Regions from separate parts of the Mus musculus genome. Here region 2 is linked to region 1. Evidence: chromatin contacts called from public HiChIP or PLAC-seq data. All regions are on one chromosome and are shown on one strand. The core of a region is the stretch at or near the end of the contact, and the rest is flanking DNA. Distances in the headings are between cores, read along the strand shown. Region 1 holds the start of Fam222a (family with sequence similarity 222, member A). Region 2 holds the start of Myo1h (myosin 1H).

Evidence for each region. HiChIP or PLAC-seq counts read pairs in DNA pulled down with a chosen protein or histone mark.
Region 2: a contact with region 1 is called in an H3K4me3 HiChIP or PLAC-seq map of stem cell-derived neural progenitor cells, with 2.8 times the contacts expected there. The contact joins the promoter of Myo1h here to the promoter of Fam222a in region 1. A contact is called at or near these places in 5 of 39 promoter capture datasets (the 3T3-L1 cell line, embryonic stem cells, hippocampal neurons and 1 more), 3 of 115 datasets of contacts at active chromatin or transcription factors (embryonic stem cells, pancreatic cancer cells and stem cell-derived neural progenitor cells) and 1 of 9 other capture datasets (embryonic stem cells).

What each region holds. Positions count from the first base shown.
Region 1 is chr5:114,564,640-114,570,378 of GRCm38.p6, forward strand. It overlaps Fam222a (family with sequence similarity 222, member A), which reads left to right and starts at 3,612. Exons shown (of 3, transcript NM_001004180.1): 1 at 3,612-3,785.
Region 2 is chr5:114,286,124-114,291,153 of GRCm38.p6, forward strand. It overlaps Myo1h (myosin 1H), which reads left to right and starts at 3,130. Exons shown (of 32, transcript NM_001164573.2): 1 at 3,130-3,261.

The DNA.
Region 1 (5,739 bases), core at 2,362-4,861:
TGTATAATAGTAAATCTTTAAAAAAAAAAAAGGTTTGAAATGATTAAAGATACAAATGTGTATTTGGAGACATAAATAAAATAAAGTCTCAAGCATCTCCGGAACCTTCAACTGCTTGCAAAACACATCTCTAACACAGCTGCCTCTGAGCCCACTGCCCCCCAGAATCCATCATCAGCACCTCACAAACTCCCTGACCTTTAGAGACAGACACCCCCTTCAGATCTCACCCTTAGCTGCTGCCCTCCCCCACCCCCGCCCGCACTGTTTGGGAATCACGCCAGGTTTTTGGGAAGCTATTGACCACATTGGGAGCCCTCAACAAGGAGATGGACCCAGAAAAGGGAAGAAATGTCTGTCCAGGTCACACATTGTCAATCTGTGGCTGCCTGCTGAGGGGTGGAGGACTGGGAGGGCTTCAGTTCCTTCATTGGGTGACCTTGGGCAAGTCCCGCAGCCCTCTTCCCATACAAGATGCGGGTAGTAATTCTATCCGCAGGGCACAGGTTCTCCGTGAAGGTAAAAGGACTCTGAAACATGAATAACACAAGGCGGCTGTCATGGTGACCTACCAACAGCGAATCTCGGGCTCAGAGAAGGCTGTACTCAGCTTGGCCCGCTGTTCACCTTAACGCCACCCCTCACCCCCACTCCTCTCTTTTCCTAGATTTCGGTCGTCATTGTCTCCTCCTCTGTCCCAGGCTTGAATCTGCTCTCCCCACCTGTCCTTGCCCTGGGTCCTGCCAGCAACTCGCCTGGGCAACTCGCCCTGACGTCAGGGCCGCTCTGGCCGCTGGCCCAGAGGGGAAGCAGCTGGCAGCCGATCCGGTTTCCAGGTAAATCCCCGCCCCCACCCACACTCCGGGAGCAGGGAGGGGCCAAGGAGGAAGGATGGACAGGCAGCCACTGGGAACTACAGCCAAGTGCAGAGGCAGGCTGGGGCTGCTGGAACCTCATTCACAGTGCTGATCTGAGACCCGAAACAGGGCCAGCTTCTGCCCCAGATAAGGAGTGTGTGGCCTACTTGGGCCTGCCCTGGAGGTCCCTTGCCAGTGCCTCTTCCAGGTTCTAGTTAGCGGTTGTTCTGCTCTCTGCTCGGCTCCTGAAAGTAGGCTAAGGCCTGATTGCAATCCACACAAAACCCTGGATGCGCTCACCAGCCCTCTAGGATGGAGGACCACCACTAAACACTTGCTGAGTGCATCTGGTGCTCTCTCTTGCCCCCCCCCCCACAACGGCCAGATACAGAGGAGATTAAGATATGTCTTCTCATTTTACAGACACCAAGCCTTGAAGATAAACGGCCAAGGTCAACCGCAGGCAAGGTTCTGGGAGGACGCCAGGCATCACTAAGATAAAGCCTGAGATCACTAAGCATCCCTAAGATAAAGCCCCTAAAGGGGCTGGATGGGGGTGTCTTGGAGGCTGGATGGGGGTGTCTGATTGATGTTTTACGTTTCTGCAGGGATCCTGAAGTTCTGTCTGGAAAGCTGGGTGTTCAACTTCTTTTGTGGCATACATTTTTTTTAATTCAGTTTTTCAAGACAGGGTTTCTCTGTGTAGCCCTGGCTGTCCTGGAACTCACTCTGTAGACCAGGCTGGCCTCGAACTCAGAAATCCACCTGCCTCTACCTCCCAAGTGCTGGGATTCAAGGCATGTGACACTACTGCCCAGTCTTGTGACAGACATTTTAACAGTTTAGGAATCTGTGTCTCCCAGGGTTCAGTTTCCCTGTCTGCTACCTGTGGGCTGTCAGGCAAGTAAGAATGGAAACACCTACTTAGTTTTAGGTGATACTGTGCCTCAGTTTCCCTACCTGTTAAATGGACGACAAACCGGAGCCTTACCAGGTATGGTGGCTTGTGGTCATATTTTCTGCACTCTGGAGGCTGAGGCAGGAGGATGGCTTGAAGCTAGGAGTTTGAGACCAACAGGAGCAACATAGAAAATACTAAGTGCCTGACTCCCGCGGTCAATGTATACATCTGTGGGATGGAGCTGACCAAGGATTCAGCATGTGGTTTGTGTTCCACAGATCTCAGCGCTGATGCCCAAAACTCCACCACCATCCCCAGTCGCTCCGTGGAAAAGGCAATCGGGAAGCTTCACGTCTTAGTTTTGTCCGTAAACTGAGAACAAGTGTCAAATATCAGTGTTCTCCTCTGTAAAATGTAGGCCATAAAGCCAATCTCACAGTTTTGAAAAATTTAAGTGTAGTATGCACTTTGCTCTGTGTGTGTGTGTGTTTAGGTTGTCCCAAGGTTTGATGTTGGGTCTTGCAAACCGCACCCTTTACCATTTGGTGTCACCCCAACCTATTTTTACTATCTTTAACACACTCCTCATAGGGCCTGTTCCAAGAGTAAACGGAATAATGCATAGTACCTACCCTCAAACAGGTACTCAGTGAATAGGATTACCTGCTTTCAACCCTTTAGGTCTTCGACAAAGGGACTACAACAACCAGCATGCCTTGCCCTTCCAATCGGGACTCCTTCGCCTGTTTTAGGCTCGCAGCAAGCCGGGAGTTGTAGTCCTCTAGGAGCAGGACCCGCCTCATCCCCGCTTGGGGAAAAAGGTTGGAGAGCCGCCCTGCCGGCCTTTGAATTTTGCCGCGAAAAGCGCGCGTGGCGGCCCCCAGCCCCGCCTCGCGGAGGACGCGGCGCCGCGTCACCGTGGTAACCGCCTCTCGGCTGCAGCTGATTGGGCCGTAACGCGGGGGGCGGACCGGGGGTGAGACGCAGCGGCAGGAGCGGGCGCCCGCGCCTGTCAGTCGTGCCGGAGCGGAGCAGCGGGCAGCATTGCCGGGCCGGCAGCTCTGCGAAGAGGCTGCGCGCGCCGGCCAGGCCGGGCGAAGAGCCGGGCCCGAGGCTAGGCGAGGGTGCTGGGCAGCGCGAGGTTGCGGCTCCGGGAGCCCCGCGAACCGTCCCGGGCCACGGGCACGGGAGAGACCTGTGCGCCGACCGCTGCTGCGGCGCTCGAGCACCATACCGGGTGCACGGCTCTCCATCCCCGAGTCTGCCCTGCGCCTGCTGGATCTGCTGGTCCTCAGCGCCAAGGCCCGCGAGGCTACATCCCAGTCTCTGCCGCTCGCTGCGGCTGCCACTGCCGCTGCTCGCCGGCTTCCCCTCCCCCCACACCCGGAGCTCGGAGCAGGAGGAGGAGGGGCCGGCTCATTCTCGGCGCTGCTCTCTGCAACCTGCGGGGGCCGGTGCACGCCGGGCGAGGAGCCCGGGCCGCTGCAGGTGCGTGCAACCCTCCGAGGAGACGGACTCTCCACCTCTGAGCAAAGCCGGGAGCTGCAAGCCGAGGGCGGGAGGGCAAGCGAGAGGAAGCAACAAAGACAGGCTGCAGCTGGGGCTGGCGAGAGGGGCCGCGGCCGCCGGCCTCCCAGCGCGGACGGAGAGGGCGCCCTGGGAGAGGCGCGGGCAGAGCTGCAGCGGTGAGCCGGGCCCCGAAGGGAGGCGCAGCGCCTCCCGCCGGACGTATGGAGCACAGTCTCCTGCGAGGATGCGCCGCCTGAGCGCGCGAGCGGCCGGGGTCCCAGGCGGACGCGACGGGTACTGAGAGGGGGGAAAAAAAAACCTTTTTCCGACTTCGGACGGCGCTTCCGGACGCAGGGATCGCCCTCACCGACGGCTCCCCTTTCCATACGAAGAAAGACATCGGCCCCCTAAGGGGGCCTTTCTCCAGCAATCTTTATCACCCCTGCATGGCCGCAACCCGCAGATCGGAGCGTCGTGGCCTCTGAGATTTGGTGCCCTTCGTCCGACTGCCTGATACGGTGAGTTGCGGGGTGCAGAATTTTGGGTTTGAGCTGGGGACAGCTCCTCGCAACCTGGCAACCTGGACTGGCCCTAAAAGGGCCCTAGGTTGTTGGGTGCCCAGAGACAGCAATGCTACTTGTCCACCCTTGTCCTGCCCACACAACTTATTTGGACTGGCTGGAGTGGAGATTGTGGACCCTCGTGGGTATTCTACTGACATCGGTATTTGTCAGAGGAAAGGCACCCCACCCATGAAGCTAACAAAGGTGGTGGCCCTGTCCTCTGGAGATTCTTAGGGAATCTTGTACTTTTGTAAAGATTGATTGGGGGCAGCCAGGGTTGGCCAGCATGGAGGGGGTCTACAAAACCACCTTTGGGATCTTAAAGAGACAGAGCTCAGAGACAGGGAGTCCCAAAACTTCATGTCTGAGGATGGTGTCTTTCCAGGCAAGACATTTGTGTGTCTATTGTTACAAATAACTCACAAAGACAGCATGTTCCAATGGGCTGCATGTGACATCACTGCCCGACCTTTGATGTCACCAGAATTGTGACAACACAGCTGGCTTTGAGTGGAGCCAGAATGGCCAAGGCCGAATGCCTTGGTGTAGTAGAAGGTGAAGGCCAACTCCCTGTCCTCCCCGGCCGCAATCTTATGACCTAAATCCCCACTCGAGGTGGGGGAGGGAGGCAGGCAGTGCCAGCTGTCCCTGCCCCTGAGGACAGGTGTTCAGAACTCTGCCTATGTCTCCTGCAGTGTCTGGAGTCTCCCAGACTCCCAAACAGAGCAACCTCTTACTTTTAAGCAGGATGCTTAAAAGGAGGTCCCCATGAACCCTACCATGTACCCAGCCAGCAACTGGAGTTCCCAGGGTCCCCAGAAAAATGTGGGCTTCAGCCTTCAAACAGGCTTCTCTTGAAAAGGTGAATGTCCTGCCTGAGCCAGAGAGAGAGGGGAGCCAGGACCTTCCTGGTGTGTGTGTGTGTGTCTGTCTGTCTGTCTGTCTGTCTGTCTGTGTAAGTTCAGGGAACTCCCCTGCTCTTCAAGGTAAGGGGCCATGGTCCAGCTGGGACTCCTGCCTTAGCTGTTCCCCTTCTGTCATTTAAGATGACTTTGACAAGCAGTGTAATAGATGCTCATTAAGCAAATACCAGGCCAGGGGGGATAGGTGGAGATGCTGAGAGCCCTCCTCTCCCCACCGAACTCTGGCAGCAGCCCTGTACAGTATGGAGCCCAGAGAGCTCCCAAGCCACAGCCTGCTTACTCTCATTTGCCCATCCCAGCAATCACTGCCAGGGCCAGATAGGGGGTAAAATAGCCACAGTCAAGTTTCTAGGGGAAAGATTGAAGACGCTGGCATTGTTGCTCCCATGGGGGGGGGGGGCGGGGACGACAGGTGAGACAGGGTTTCTCTACAGACCATTTTTACAGCCTCCTCCCAGGCTCTTCCATTAACAGGTCAATAAATACCGGGGTGGGGGGGGGAGGCCACTTTGGAGGTTTGGTGGGGTGATCCTGTTTCCAGCTGAAGGGTTTCTTTACACGCAAGCTTCCAAGGACAGCCAGCGGCACAACAGCAGATTGGGGGTGGAGTGGAGAGGGGAGGCTGTGGGCACAGGGCTGTTTGCCCGGCCTCTCTCAACACTTCCCAGCTTAGAAACAAACTTGGAGTGTGCGCCAGAGATACACACACACACACACACACACACACACACACACACACACAAACACGCGGTTGGAGGCCCTCTGTGGAGTATTTACAGTCCCTCAGCCAAGGCAGAGGGAAAGGCTGTCAGAGTTGGGCAACTCCTTCTGTTCCTTTCCCTCTGCTCCCTGGGCTTGGCAGTGAGCGCCAGACGGGGGGGGGGGGGGGAGCGGTGTGTGTGGGGAGTTGCCAGCTTACCCGGCGTCTTCCAGAGCGCCAGGCATTTTGCGGCATCTCAGCTGCTTCTCAGGAGTGGATTGTGCTG
Region 2 (5,030 bases), core at 1,880-4,379, 280 kb before region 1:
TAAGCCTAGGAAGAGAGATAATAATTTTTATGACCAAATGTCTAAAATTTATTATAATGTTTGACTAATTTATTTTAGTATAAGCGTGTGTGTGTTTTGACTGCATGGATGGCTGTGAACCACATGCATGCAGTGCTCACAGAGGCCAGCAGAGGGCGTCACATCCCTCACAATTAGAGCTACAGGTGGTTGTGAGCTGGGACTTGAACACAGGTCCTCTGGGAGAGGAGTGGTCTCTCGTGCCCCTGATTTGTTGTATGCATTCTCATGCAAGTGTGCAGGATATGTTGAGTGTATCCCCCACACCCCTTTTGCCCCCTCTCATTCACCCAGTTTGTTCCCTGGGCATTTCAGTATCCTTTCGTGTCAAACACATACATGTGATTTTACGTATCTACCTAAAATCTAGGCCTGCAGATGGGAGAAAACACACACCTCTGAGACTGACTTAATTCCCAGAATACAATTCACTCCAGCTGCACCTAAGGTCCGTGTTCAAAAGATAGCTGTCCTTGGATAAAGCTGGATGCGGCTAAAGGACTTCATTTGGACCATGTGGTACCCGTCTTGTTAGTAAGCTCTCTGTCCCTCCGGATAAGCACTGGCCCTTCTTGGACAGTGTGAAGACTTCGGAGGAGGTTTGGGGGGGGCAGTGAAACATTTCAATACCCAATTGTTTTTTCGTTTTTTCCTTGCTGAAAATATTCAAAATTCTTCCTGGAGAGCTACTTTCCAAAGCATACCATGGCCGGATGTCAGGGAGGGCTGTCTGAAGGTGTTATAGGAACACAAAAGCTACCTCTCCGGTCTAACCCACCCTGAGCCCATTGGCTTCTGTCTCCATCCCCTTCCCCACCCCTTTCTGAGCCTCAGGAGCCATTCACCCAAGTTCTTCTCCTGAGAGATGAGGGCTTTTTTAAAAAAAAATCATCCATCCTTTAAAAAAAAAAAAAAAACGCCATCTTGGAAATCCCCGCTACGCAAGCGCAAGCACCAATTGGTTGAATGGATGGACTTCACTGAAGAGACGCCCGAATGAGATCTTTCTGAGCACCTTGTTTGTCCTAAGCAAGGAGCAGTAAGGCCCCTAAAGTTCCCAGCGGCACTTGCTGACTGACACCAATCAGAAACCAGAGGTGAAGACTGCCGGCTGCTTCAGGCATACAGAGCTCTCGCTGGCTCTCCTGAAGTACTCTGTATCTGTGTATCTGCAGGAATCTGTGTGTATACACACCTCAGCGTGGAGCCTTGGAACTGGCCCGTCTGGCAAACATTCTGCCACCGAGCTGAGGCCCCACAGTACAAACAAAAAAGTTTTAAAGAAGAACCACACACCTACAAAGTGAGTGGTTGTGTCTTCGCTTTGGGTTTTTGTTTTTGCATGTGTGCAGGAGCATGCGTGTGCAGAGACCAGGGGGTGTTGTTAACATTCCTCAGATGCCTGCTACCTTGTGTTTCGAGGCTGGGTCTCTCTTCCCTATAGACTGAGTGGCAGACAAGCCCGGGAAACTGCCTCTGTCTCTCCTGTACTGAACCAACAAGCAAGCTCCACCACGCCCAACTTCTGTAAAACTGCTTGCAGGCAGGGCAAGCGCTTGCCGGAGTCACATCTCCAGCCTGCCCTTGGGAGTCATGCTCTGTAGAGACCCCCAGACCGGGGTTACTTAGTTGTAAATAAGAAGTTCTTACACCTGAGGTTGGGTGCATACTGGCTCACACCACAGATGGGTACAAACAAGGCAGGGAGGTGAAAGGGGAGGGAGTTGGTTGGAGGCCACAGATGATGTCAAGGACGGCTTTGTTCTATACCATCTCAGAATCGGGGCTCTTTGCCTGTAACTTGCAAACGGCCAAGTTACACCTGTGAGGAGACGGTAGTCTCTCCGGAATTGGCTGTTGATCAGGTTATCAGAGGTTTGCAGCTGTAGTCTGGCTTATAAAACTGAAAAAGTCACAGAGGCACAATTCCATCTAGTGACTTCACAGTGGCCTCCGGTCCCCGACTCTATTTCCAAGTGGTTTTGTTCAGTTCTACTCTCTCTATGAAGCCTTCGTTCCTTGACTGTGCCAGACTTCTCTTGTCCATGTGACACCAAAACTGAGACACACCTGGAAAGAGGGCTCGTCTGCCCGTGGAGAAACTGGCCTCTATCCGAGGAGCCTGTGGACACGTCTGTAATCCACGTTTTTGATTACTAATTGATTTAAGAGGGCCCAGCCCACTGTGGGCGGCAGCATCCCTTGGCTGTATAAGAAAGGCAGCTGCGGGAGCCAGCAAACGGGGACTCCTCTGTGATCTGTTTCAGTTCTTGCTTCCAGGGTCCCAACTGGGAGGCTCTTTCCCTGGCTTCAGTTAATGATGGACTATAATCTGTAACATATAAGCTGAAATCAACTCTTCCCTCCCCCAAGTTGCTTTCAGCCGTGGTATTTACCATAGCAACAGAAGAGCAGGCTGGCCCAGGCTGGTGGCACTGGTGGCTGAGAGGGCTTGCATGCCCATTGTACCACTAACCAAGGGGAGGAACGATTTTTTTCCTGGATGTTTCTAAGGAAATGTATAACCATGTTTCCCATTGGTCCATTCCATCTTGTCTCTCAAAGGAGAGCCAAGCGCTGAGACTGAGCCAAGCACAACTAGAGGAAGGTAGAATCGTGCCCCACAGACATGTGTCTGGAGTCCTGGGGGGGGGGCGTAGGAAAAGGGGGCCATCAGCACCATTACCTTCTCGCTTCGGAGAAGATCAGGGCAGCCGTTCAGTCATGAGAGAAAGCCTGCCTTGTATGTGATGGATGGTAAAGGTGGACCTGGGAGCCATGAAGGTCGTCTCCAACACAGGCACCCTCACCTTAACTAACTGCAGCTTTGGTGTGAGGGTGTGGGCAGAGTCCCCGCAGGTGTCTGTGGAACCTGAGCAGGTGCCAGCACAGCTCAGAGGCCCTACCTTGTCAGCAGGCATCCGCCCAGAGGGACCAATCAGAGGTCAGCGGTGGCGTAACGTGATCCAATGGGTCCGGTTTCCACTTCTTGTAACCTCGAAGGGCCCTGTGTGTCCTCAGGTGGGCAGCCGCAGGCGCAGTCCCAGCCTCCCAGTATGAATTATTCACCGCTCTATACTTTGGCCATCTAGAATCTCCACGGACCTTGATGCAGAGTGTCGCGCGTTGCAGGATCGCCAGGCACTGCGCTGCCCGGCTCCAGCAGAGTAGTGGTTACAACTGCTCTCCGCCACTCTCTCTACAAACACCATGGGATCCAAGGTAATGGGGCCGGAGGATGGAATCCTCTCTTCCACCAAGTCTAAGCGACAGTTCCTTCCATCCCCAGGCTTCCAAGGCAAGAAAGGACTGGGTTCGCACCTGAAATTTCGTACTTGTTGGGTGAAAATTTTTGTTTCAGGTGATCAAGTAGATGACGACTCTTCATCATCCAAGGGATGAGCTGCCGTTTAGAACCAAAGAGCGGGAAGCTAGAGTGGTCACTAGCATACCGTCCAGGGCTGGGACTATGGGACAAGGGTGGTTTCTGAGGACTTTAGGAGTGGCTGGCGTGGCAGGGGGATGGAAGTGTTCTCTTACTTATTCTTTTAGTGAGCCACGCAGGTAGCTGGTGGTGATTGTGTCAGCCTGGATACAGTGGTCACTGACAGTGACCCAGTGTTGGAGAAAACCATTACGATTGGTGCCTAGACATGTAGTGTCTGTAAGTTTTTTTATCCAGACTGCCTGGGTCGGCATTGGGAAGAAGCTAAAGAAACCAATGGCAGAGACAGCCTCAATGTAGCATGCTGCTTATGTACTTACAAGGGTGTTTTTTGGTTTTGTTTTGTTTTTTGTTTTCTGTTCGTTTTCTCCCCCCACCCCCTGCTCCTGAAGAATGATCTCAGCATGTCTGTTTAGAGAACAGGATTTATTGATGGATTGTCTCCTCCTGGATAACCAAAGAGGGTCACAGAAACACTGGGATACGTAGTCAGAGCTCAGTAACCACACACAGGAGCCTCCCACACCAGGAACTCTAGCCAGAGCCTGTCATGGATCCATTCAGCTAATTATCCATTTCTATAGCACCAAATACTGTTGCCTTGGCAACCAGCACTCACAACAGGCTTTGGCCTGAGGCCGCCCAGGTGTGTGTATGGGGATGGCTTTCTGTGCCATGGCTGCAAACTGGCTCAGGGTGCTGAGTGCAGGAAGTGGCTTCAGAGGGTGGGCATAGCCTGATTGCTTGGTAGAGGGGAGAGGGGTAGGCATGTCCTCAAAGAAGGTCATGGGTCGCTTTTAATGTTGTGGCGGCTGTGAGTGTGTGTGTATAAGAGAGTGTGTATGAGAGTAAGTGTGTGTGTATATGAGAGTGTGCGAGAGAGTGTGTGTGTGCATATGAGAATAAGTGTGAATGTGTGTGTGAGAGAGGGAGAGAGTATATGTGTGTGAGTGAGAGTGTGTATGTATGTGTAAGTGTGTGAGAAAGTGTGTGTATGCATGTGATGAAGTGTGAATATGTGTATTATAGAGTGTGTAAGTGTGAAGGTGTGTGTGAGCATGTGTGTGTGTGTGTATGAATGTGTATGTGAGAGAATGTGATTATGTGTGGAGAGTGTTTGAATGTGTGTGTGAGAGCATGTGTAAATGTGGGTGAGTGTGAAGATGAGCGTGTATGTGTAAGACAGAGTCAGTGTGTGTGTGAATGTGTGTATGTGAGAGTATGAGTGTGTATGAGTATGTGTATGAGAGAGTAGTATGAGTGTGTGTATGGTGTGTGTATGTGTATGAGTGAGTGTATGTGTGTAGTGTTTGTGTGTGTGTATGTGTGTGTGTGTGTGTGTGTATTCTGCGTGTATGTCTGTGACAGGGCCCCTTTTGTTATTTCCCTCTGTGTGCACTACACCAGCTGGCTGGTGAGTGTTTGTTCTGTCTCCGCCCCCCTACAGCCCTACCCCCCAAGAAATTATGCTTTCTCCCTCTCCTTTCTTGAGTTCTGGGGCTCACCCTCAAGCTTGCACAGCGAACACTGTACGCACTGAGCCATG